Regions from separate parts of the Mus musculus genome. Here region 2 is linked to region 1. Evidence: chromatin contacts called from public Hi-C data. All regions are on one chromosome and are shown on one strand. The core of a region is the stretch at or near the end of the contact, and the rest is flanking DNA. Distances in the headings are between cores, read along the strand shown. Region 1 has its middle 130 kb from the start of Erbb4. Region 2 has its middle 83 kb from the start of Gm28497.

Evidence for each region. Hi-C and Micro-C count contacts between places; a contact is called where the count stands out from the background.
Region 2: a Hi-C map of the G1E-ER4 cell line shows a contact between it and region 1, with 3 times the contacts expected there. The contact joins two enhancer-like sites. A contact is called at or near these places in 3 of 484 Hi-C or Micro-C datasets (the G1E-ER4 cell line and adipose-derived mesenchymal stem cells) and 2 of 115 datasets of contacts at active chromatin or transcription factors (T-cell acute lymphoblastic leukemia and acute myeloid leukemia).

Annotation. Positions count from the first base shown.
Region 1 is chr1:69,240,009-69,244,433 of GRCm38.p6, forward strand. No RefSeq gene overlaps it. Among named protein-coding and RNA genes, the nearest start is that of Erbb4, 130 kb to the left of the region's middle. Within about 2 kb of position 1,938, at least 95 of the 459 cell types and tissues checked have an H3K27ac peak or open chromatin away from gene starts, as enhancers often do. A contact at or near this core is called in the G1E-ER4 cell line and T-cell acute lymphoblastic leukemia, where this site is marked.
Region 2 is chr1:69,511,882-69,516,306 of GRCm38.p6, forward strand. No RefSeq gene overlaps it. Among named protein-coding and RNA genes, the nearest start is that of Gm28497, 83 kb to the left of the region's middle. Within about 2 kb of position 1,815, at least 63 of the 459 cell types and tissues checked have an H3K27ac peak or open chromatin away from gene starts, as enhancers often do. A contact at or near this core is called in the G1E-ER4 cell line and T-cell acute lymphoblastic leukemia, where this site is marked.

The DNA.
Region 1 (4,425 bases), core at 688-3,187:
ATCAGAGTGTGGGTGCCAGGATTCAGACCTGTGGATTGCCTGACGGCTTTCTATTAATCCCATTTCACATCTGGTGGTTTCCCTTGTTCAGAATTAGAAACACAAAACGATCCTCACCCTCTTACCATTTTAAACACCAAATGCATTCCATTTCTCTGTATCTTTATTTTCATTTAGATGAAAACTAAAACAGTTGTTACTTCTTCCCCAAATGAAGACTTGGTAAATGAAAGAAAGCAGCAAAACAAACTGAGTTTAAATGTAAACACTGACCATGCACAGGGGAATCTTTTAAAACCCCAGAAAGGATGGCGGCTTGTTTATCGGCGACCACCTAATGCATTACAATATCATTCACAATTTTTCACCAAAGGCTAATTATAAAAAAGAAACACTGAAGTCATATACATAGGACACACTAGCTACAAATAGTACTTTATCTGTGTGTCTAAACATTGGGATATAATAGTTCTCAGGTCCAGAAGAACTGTTTATGAATGAAGAAAGATTTCCACGTGGCTGGGAAGATTGCTCCGTGGGTAAAAGAAACTGTTAGCAACACAAGCATGAAGACACGAGGTGCAAATTCTAGCCAGCCATTGCCACGTGTCTCCACAGTGCCAGCATTGGCAGCTGAGGGAAGCAGACCAAGGGAGCTCACTGTCTGACCATGCTAGTGGAGACAGAGAAACAGTTAATATCGGTTTCAACAGGAGATCCCATCTCAGGGGAATAAGGCAAATACCTGAGATCTTTCTCTGCGCTTCCGTGGCACATACCGTCACACCACACACACACACATACCATATACATACACATGTGTTTGTGTGAACAAATGTACACACAATTCTCCTTTATATTTGATTGGTATATACTCTGATCTAATATTATCATTTTAAATGGAAATAAACATGTTTCTAATCTTGAACTTGAATATGTAATTCTTTAAACACTATAAATATTTCACTCTGACAAAGATGGAACAAAATTTACAAAAAAAAAACTGGATTAGATGACATTTTATCTGAAAATGTCAGCAACTGTGTGAAGCTTCACCTGAACTTCATATGTCTCTGTCATGAGCAGTACATGACACCCTAACATATGTATCCATTACCTTTTTAAATGAATATTAAAATAAAAATGATAAAGCTATGGATACTGCCCACAATTATATACTGTCTCCTGAGCATAAGACAGTATGCATAATTTATATAATAAATTACATTGTCTTAAATTATTCCTTTCACAGATAAAGTTGAGTGGTAGAAAGATTAATTATCCTATTTTAAAAATAAAAGTAACATAAATGACCAGAATAGAATTAAGATGCAAATATATAATTATTACTATTTTAATGACAGAGAATATGTAAGTCATCAAAATATGACACCATGTAAGTCTCTCTCTCTCTCTCTCTCTCTCTCTCTCTCTCTGTGTGTTTGTCTGTGTGTCTGTGTGTCTGTGTGTCTGTGTGTCTGTGTGTCTGTGTGTGTGTGTGTGTTTGTCTGTGTGTGTGTGTGTGTGTGTGTGTGTGTGTGTGTGTGTGTTTGGAGAATGGACCAGTGAGATGGCTCAGCAGTTGAAGGCACTTGTCACCAAACCTCAGTTTGTTCCCCAGGCCCCACATGGTAGAAGAAAAGGACTTACTGTGATAAGTTTTTCTCTATGGTCCATATTTGAGCTGTGGCTTACACACATGCCCTTACACACATACACAATAAACAGATAAATGGATAATAAATAATTAAATAAACATGATTTAATTTTTGAAAAGAAACAGACTTATGTGGGCAATGTGAAAATATTTAGATATTCCTTTCATTTAATTCTTTTAAACAAAGTAAAATCTTGAAAAACAGTTTGGTGTTCCCAGCAGACATGCAAAGACATCTCTGTCCACAAGGTGGCGGAAGCGCGCCGTGCACACTCTTGATCTTTTATTCCTTAATCCTTTTCATTCTGTGGTCATCTCCTTTTCTGTCATAAAGACCTCCCACTTCAAAGAGCCATTTTAGGCGGAGCTGGCTGGTCCAGAAGCCGTGCACATTCCACACAGAGCACAATGGCGAGTAGAAAAGTCTCAACAAATAACATTTCCAACCTGTTCACCAGCCCCTTCCGAGGAGCAGCCGTTACTCATCTCGACTGTGCCGGTCTGGACTTTCTGAGTCACAGTGTGGAGGATAATTCTGCATTTCTAGTTTTAAGACACGTTTTGAAGAATATACTTAGAAAATCCTTCACCTCGGTCCCAGGAGATGGCCACAGCTTTTTCCTGACAGTGAGTGTAGGTCAGAGGGGCTGAGTTTTGAGATGGGAGGGACCAGAAGAAAACCACTTTTCTTCACAACCCCCCCCAAAAGAATAGAAGACCCCAAAACATTTAATAATCACTGTTAGAGAGTTAATCTTTCACCTAAAATGTTAACCTGTGCCCTGGCTCTTTGACATCACACACCCCAGCTACTCCTACTAACACTAAGTTTCCAGTACCTCTATTCACAAGCTGTGTCAGTCACCTTAGGCAAGTTACCTCCACTCCTTATCTCTGTTTTCTACTTATACAAAACAGAGAAAATAGCAGAAGCCATCTCAGGAAATAACATAATTGAAATAATTCACATAAACACACCCCCACACACAAACACACACATACCCTCCTAGCACATCAGCACACAGTGTGGCTCTAACACATTTGTCTAGGGATCCTATATCCTATGCCTGGGAAAGGGTGGTGAAGGAGGAGCTGAGGCTGAGGCCGTGGAGAATTTAAGCAAATCTAGTATACCAGTGTTGTTCATTGGTGATGCCTAGTGAGATTTTTCTCGGAGGGTTATAGCGTTCAAGTGTGACACAGCTAAGTCACCTTTGAACTTCAGTGTTGAAATCTGGGGTTATCTCATTCAGGAAGAATGGCTTCTCTCTAGACAACAACTTGGACCCTAAGCTCCCGGGTCTCTGAATTCTATGGGTACTTAGTGCCTGTCTATCTGTGCAGGTTCTACATATATCGGTGGTTTAAGACTTGGTATCTTCAAATCCCCTCAAGTGCCAAAATCAACATGCAACCTCGCCATGAATGGATAGCCAACCTGTCCTCCTGCCTGTCAGCATCAAGGTCTCGCAGAGTGTGGTGAGATTCACCTAATACATGCTATGAACTCATCTTCCTAGGAAGTGAGGTATAATTTCAAGAGCTATAAAAACTTGGAAATTGGATTTCAGGCTTCGTTATTCCACTCAATAAGAACAAGTTTTTTTTAAGTATGAAGGAAAAATACTTCATTTGTATGTCTTTGTAAGCTATTTGACATAATTAAGCTAACAAAATAAGCATGATGAACACACATATGTCATACCCAAGTTCCTGATTTTTAAGAAAAGGATTCCCTAATATGAAGCTCTTTCTTATACAATAGTTTTTCTAATTATACAAGCACAGTGGTAAAATAAATCTGCCAATATTAGACAGGGTGGTAAAATATAATTCTGAGACTAATCTGGCTGCATGGGACTGGGTCATTGCATATGCCCATGCTGGAGATGGGTGCAAGTTTTGTTAACCGGAAAGAATGAAAAACATCACACATGGAGTTCCCAGGGCATGGTGTGTATTGTCATAGTTTTTAAAGTTCTCATTTTAATTGGACAGTGAATACAAGTTGACATAATTCATATAAGTAAAAAGTCTTTGGGGATTGAATGTTTTTTTTATACATAATAAAAATGTTCCCAAGACCAAGCTATCTCAACTTTTGAGTATAGCACTCATGACTTTGCTTCCTCGGGCCACAAGCAAAATATTTAGCAAACCATGTTCAGAATTCTGCCTCGTAATTCTTCAAAGCAAACAAACCATCTCAATGTCCAACGGAAAGTTATAGTCATTCAAAAGTCTCTTTCAAGATAGGGACTAATGGCAGAATTATATAATCCAGCATCGTAGAAATGATCCATTGCTACATTTTTCCAGTTATCAAATTTATTTCAAGTGAAACACAAATTAGCAGTAAGAAATGAATATTTTTAAAGCAACATAACCAGACCTTAAAAACTGCTTCCTTTGCTGATCTTTTTAAATGCATGTGATTGAATTTGTTTCTATGTGTGCACATATGTCATGCATGTGGACAATCTCATGTATCATTGAGTCAGGATCGCCCATTGATCTGAAACTCACCATTAGGCTAGACTGCCTGGCCAGCGAGCCCCAGAAATCCTCTTACTTCCACGTCCACAGAACTAAGCTTCGGAGCCCAGCATTTTCAGGAATTCTTGGAATCACACTCATATTCTACTGGTTACTGAGTGATCCCTGTAGCACTTTCTACCTCCTAAAGATTAGTAAATAATGATACGTATGGAACAGTATGATTCACCTGAATAAAAACTGTGTGTACTTGAGAAAGGCATAGTGGTACA
Region 2 (4,425 bases), core at 565-3,064, 270 kb after region 1:
TTTGCTCATTTGAGGAGCTATTATAGGGGAAGTAAATGTGTAGTGAAAAGTGGCGGTAAGAAAGAGGATGTCTCCTGACCATAGGCAAAGGCAGAAGGGTTTTCTGAAGTATCGATTTGATAAAGAGCCCCCTCCCAACCTTTTCAAAGTGCAATAAGTTCAGTTCTTCCTTAGAGAACCTGCTAGTGGCAGGTTTGAACCATGGAAAACTCAATTCAAAAATAGGTCTATAGCTCAGCTCATTGACAGAACACTTGGTAGCAGGTGGAAAGCCGAAGGTTCTGTCTTCTGCAACCCTCTCTCTCTCTCTGTCTCTCTCTGTTTCAATCTCTCTCTCTCTCTCTCTCTCTCTCTCTCTCTCTCTCTCTCTCTCTCCTCTGCCCCCCAGATATATTTGCACATAGACATTGATTGCTTATGATATTTTGTAGGAAAAGTAAGAAAGATAGCACACTTCTTAATAAGTATTTGGTAATAAACATTAAAGAATTCTCTGAACCATCCTTATGGATACAAGAGGATATATACTATGAAATATATCTGCTGCCTTCCAATTTTCCAGAATGTTCTGCTCTAGACTTGGAATAACTCTTTTTTTTTTAATGGGGACATCATAGATAACTGCAGACATCTCACTTCATTGTTCTGGAATGATGCCATTGCTTTAATGCAGGCATTGGTCTTTTATCCTCATTGAGATGAAATAAAGCAGTTAACACACACCAGCATATACTGCACATTTCCATACCGGGTTCAGTATCGCTCTTTCACCAACAGAGTCAGGCTGGCACCGCAAAGCAGCCAGTGTCAGAAGGTCAATCAGATTCCTAATATGCAAAGGAGCAAATGAAAGCAGTGAGATTCTAAGGTGCAGTGCTTTCTGAGCTAAGAAAACAGAAAAAAATGGCTTGACTCAGAGCAAGGACTCTGTAAGTGATCCTTCTGTTGTGTCAAGTGCTAAGTTTTCAGTGCAAAAGGGTAAAATAATCAAAACCAAACAAACACCTCGTGATAGCAGAATATTCCCTTCCAAGGAGCTCCAGTTCTTTTGGAATGACTCCCAGATTGTCAAGGCTGTGCAGGTTTGGGTACATAAATTTGTATGGGATAAAGGTGTCATAATCCAGAACACAATGTTTACAACACCAGGGTCCTGTGCACTATTACACAGTTCACCTTCATTGTCATTTCAAAATACAGGCGCCAATTGGCTTCCCAGGATTCTCCAGAACAAAAGGAGGCCAGTTTCATTTTCTGCTTCACATAGGAAGAACGAGGACAGACTGAGGACCATGACACAGTTAACCTTACACAGCAAGACAACCCGCATGGACCAGTGACATGGTCTGACTGCCCAGCCCCACATGTCATTCCCTGTCTCTGCTCAAGAAAGGGCAGGAAGTGCAGTGTCTTGTATGAAAATATGAGAACTTAGGTAAGACTCACAGCTCGGATGAGAAAACCATTCCACGCATTATGATCTAGACAGACAAGATACAAGGGAAGGTAACTCTATATGATTAACTATTCCTCAGGAAACCCCTTCACTGCCCCTGGGGTGGGGCATCAACATGAAAAGTTCAATACATAAGAAGGATATAAACAGTTTGATAATGTGGAAGAGTCAAAGTCAGAAGGAGAGAATGAGAAACACAGCGAATCACACGGGGCATGCTGTGTGGTTTCTGATCTTTTCAGAATGGCACCTCAAACACAAAGAGGTTTGAACAGATTCAAAAGGGAACCAAGAGAGACTTGGGAGAGTGAACTTGTCCATTTAAGCATGCCCCCCACCCCCCACCCCAGGCCTTGCTGCTCATCTAAAAACAAGAAGTAGAGCAGGTCAGGAAAGGGGTTATGGTTAACACTGCAAGATGAAAGATAAGCAACCAGGCAGTTAGAAGCCAAAGCATTTTATCTAGCAGAGCAGGTCTGGCCTTGTTTCCATCTTGATAAGAAGTAGATTGGAGAGCTTGTTTGTCTATAGCCTAGGATGGGGAGGAGGGGTGGGAGAGCAGCAGAAAGAGGACAGGGAAGTCTGGGTGGGGGTGGGGAGCTGCAGGAGTCCTGGCACACAGCTGAAGTGGCGGTCAGTCCCTCTTTCTTTTGTGTCCTGTCTGTATTTGAACTTTGGAAAGTGCTAGGCAGGTCGATTTAGATAACGTGAGTGGATTTCTGATATTTGTGAGACCTTACTTATCGAGAATGTCATGGTGGCCAGAAGGGGCTTGTTATCAGAGGCTAAACTGCTGAGACAAACTGGATGGGATGGACTTAAAGCCTGAAGGAAATGATATGGACGGTTACTGTCCTTTTAAATCACTATTATTTTTACTTTGATGTATATGCAGCATACACTCTGTCTCCTTAAACTTCTGTTTTCATCTTAAGGCCTTAAAACAAAATAAAACAAAACAGAATAGATTATGGTTATTCCCACTTCCATTCTACGACCTGGAATTGCTAACTGTGTGTGATGGGTTGTTTTATATAACTAATAAACTTGACACAGGTCTAAAATAGCCACTTGGTAGCAAAGATAACATAATTCTTTGGGATTTTATTCTGAACTACTCAGCATTTCTGTCTAAACAGAAACATAAATTCAAAATGAAATTCCAGCTATAAATCAGTTTTTACCATCATTTGCAGCAAGTTAAAATGATTTTTTTCATTGTCGTGGATTTTCATTTCTGAAGCCATCCATCATTCAAGTAGATTTAATTGATCATTGGAGAAGATTAGCACATGGGAAGTATTACCAGATGAGTGCTATCCACTCCTGGATTAGTGTTTATAATCTATATTTAGAAGAAAATTCAACCAAGAGGTTTTAGATTAGACACAATACCAAGTATGTATAAATGATGTGTGGGAAGAGGCCGTCTCCAGACCGTATGACCCTCCTTATTTTGCTTTTTTAGACTAGCTGGCATCTGAGTTCACTTTCTTTGTGATTCTCAGGCAATTCCCAAGGCAGTTGGGTGCTTTTTTGAGCCCAGCAGCAATGTCCAGAAGGCTCTGCCAGGATACTTCTTTCTCCAGAATGTTTTTCATGTATGTATGTATGTATGTATGTATGTATGTATGTATGTATGTATTCTCCTCTAACCTCCCGTGCTAGGCTAGTCTGTTGATCTGTGGTGCAGCAGGAATTTTAATAGTTTTGAAGATATTTTTCTTCAAATAACATTTTGATTCATTATTTCAAAATTTCATATACTGCACCTGGATTACACTCGCTTCCAATTCCTCCCAAGTTCACTCTCTTCCCTCACGACCTACCTCCCCTCAAAACAAACAAACAAACAAACAAACCCCAAACAACAAACAAACAAACAAACGACCATCAAGTGCATTTTATGTTGCCTATATACCCAATGGCCAGCCCCTTAAAGAAAACTGTGTCCTTCCCAGCCCCCAGAAGCCATCCACTGTGAGAGCTACACTTCAGCATCTTAATGGTTAACAGCAATCTTCCTGGGTTGGAAGCATCCAGAAGACAGCACATGCTCTATGTGTGAGCTCCTGCGATGGTGTGTATCAGCATTTAGGCCTTCAGTTTGTAATTGCTTACAGTTCCATGCTTGGATTGTGCCTGTATTCTATATTTTTTCTGTATCATAAAAATAACGTGGGTTTTTGTTTTTCTTTTGGTGTGTGGTATAGGAGGTGTGTGTATGTGTGTAATTTGTAATTATTAAAATTAAAATAAATCCATAATCCAACCACTTGGATACAATATTGATACATATTGTTTCCTAATAATTACACACACACACATCTCCAATACCTGGGACACATTATTCAATCACCTGTAGGGTCATTTTATTCATATGGTTTATAATTTTTTTTATAACCTATCACTATCTTTCTTCATTGTAAATATATTTACCTACATTTTCCCCCATGGATATGTAGTATCTACAATCTTAGTACTCAGTCAATCTTTTTTTTTTTTATGCATTGAGCAGTGTCAGTGTAACAAACCCTCACCTGCTCTTAGCAATTGCTAAGAACAGTTAGGAACACATAGCCATAGTTATTCTGTTAACTAGAGTAAGACTCACTGAGTCCTCAACACCCTACTATTTTTACTGCTCCCAGTTTTCAGATTAAGAAACCAAGACACAAGGTTTTTAAGCTACTTGCCCATGCTTACAAGGCCAGGAGGCAGCGAACCTAAGATCCAACAAAGGATGCCTGGATACAGAGATTGTTTTCCTGACTTCTGTGATATGGCTGTTGTCATAACAACACTGTTAACAGCATCCATTTTTTTTTTTTTTTTTTTTAAGAATGAAACTAACATCTTTGTGCATGTAGTGACAGTCTTGAAGGTCTGGACTTTTCCATACAGTACAGAATGCTAGACCTGGGCTAGACAATCCTGGGCGCTGTAATCGACGTTTTCTCACAGTTATT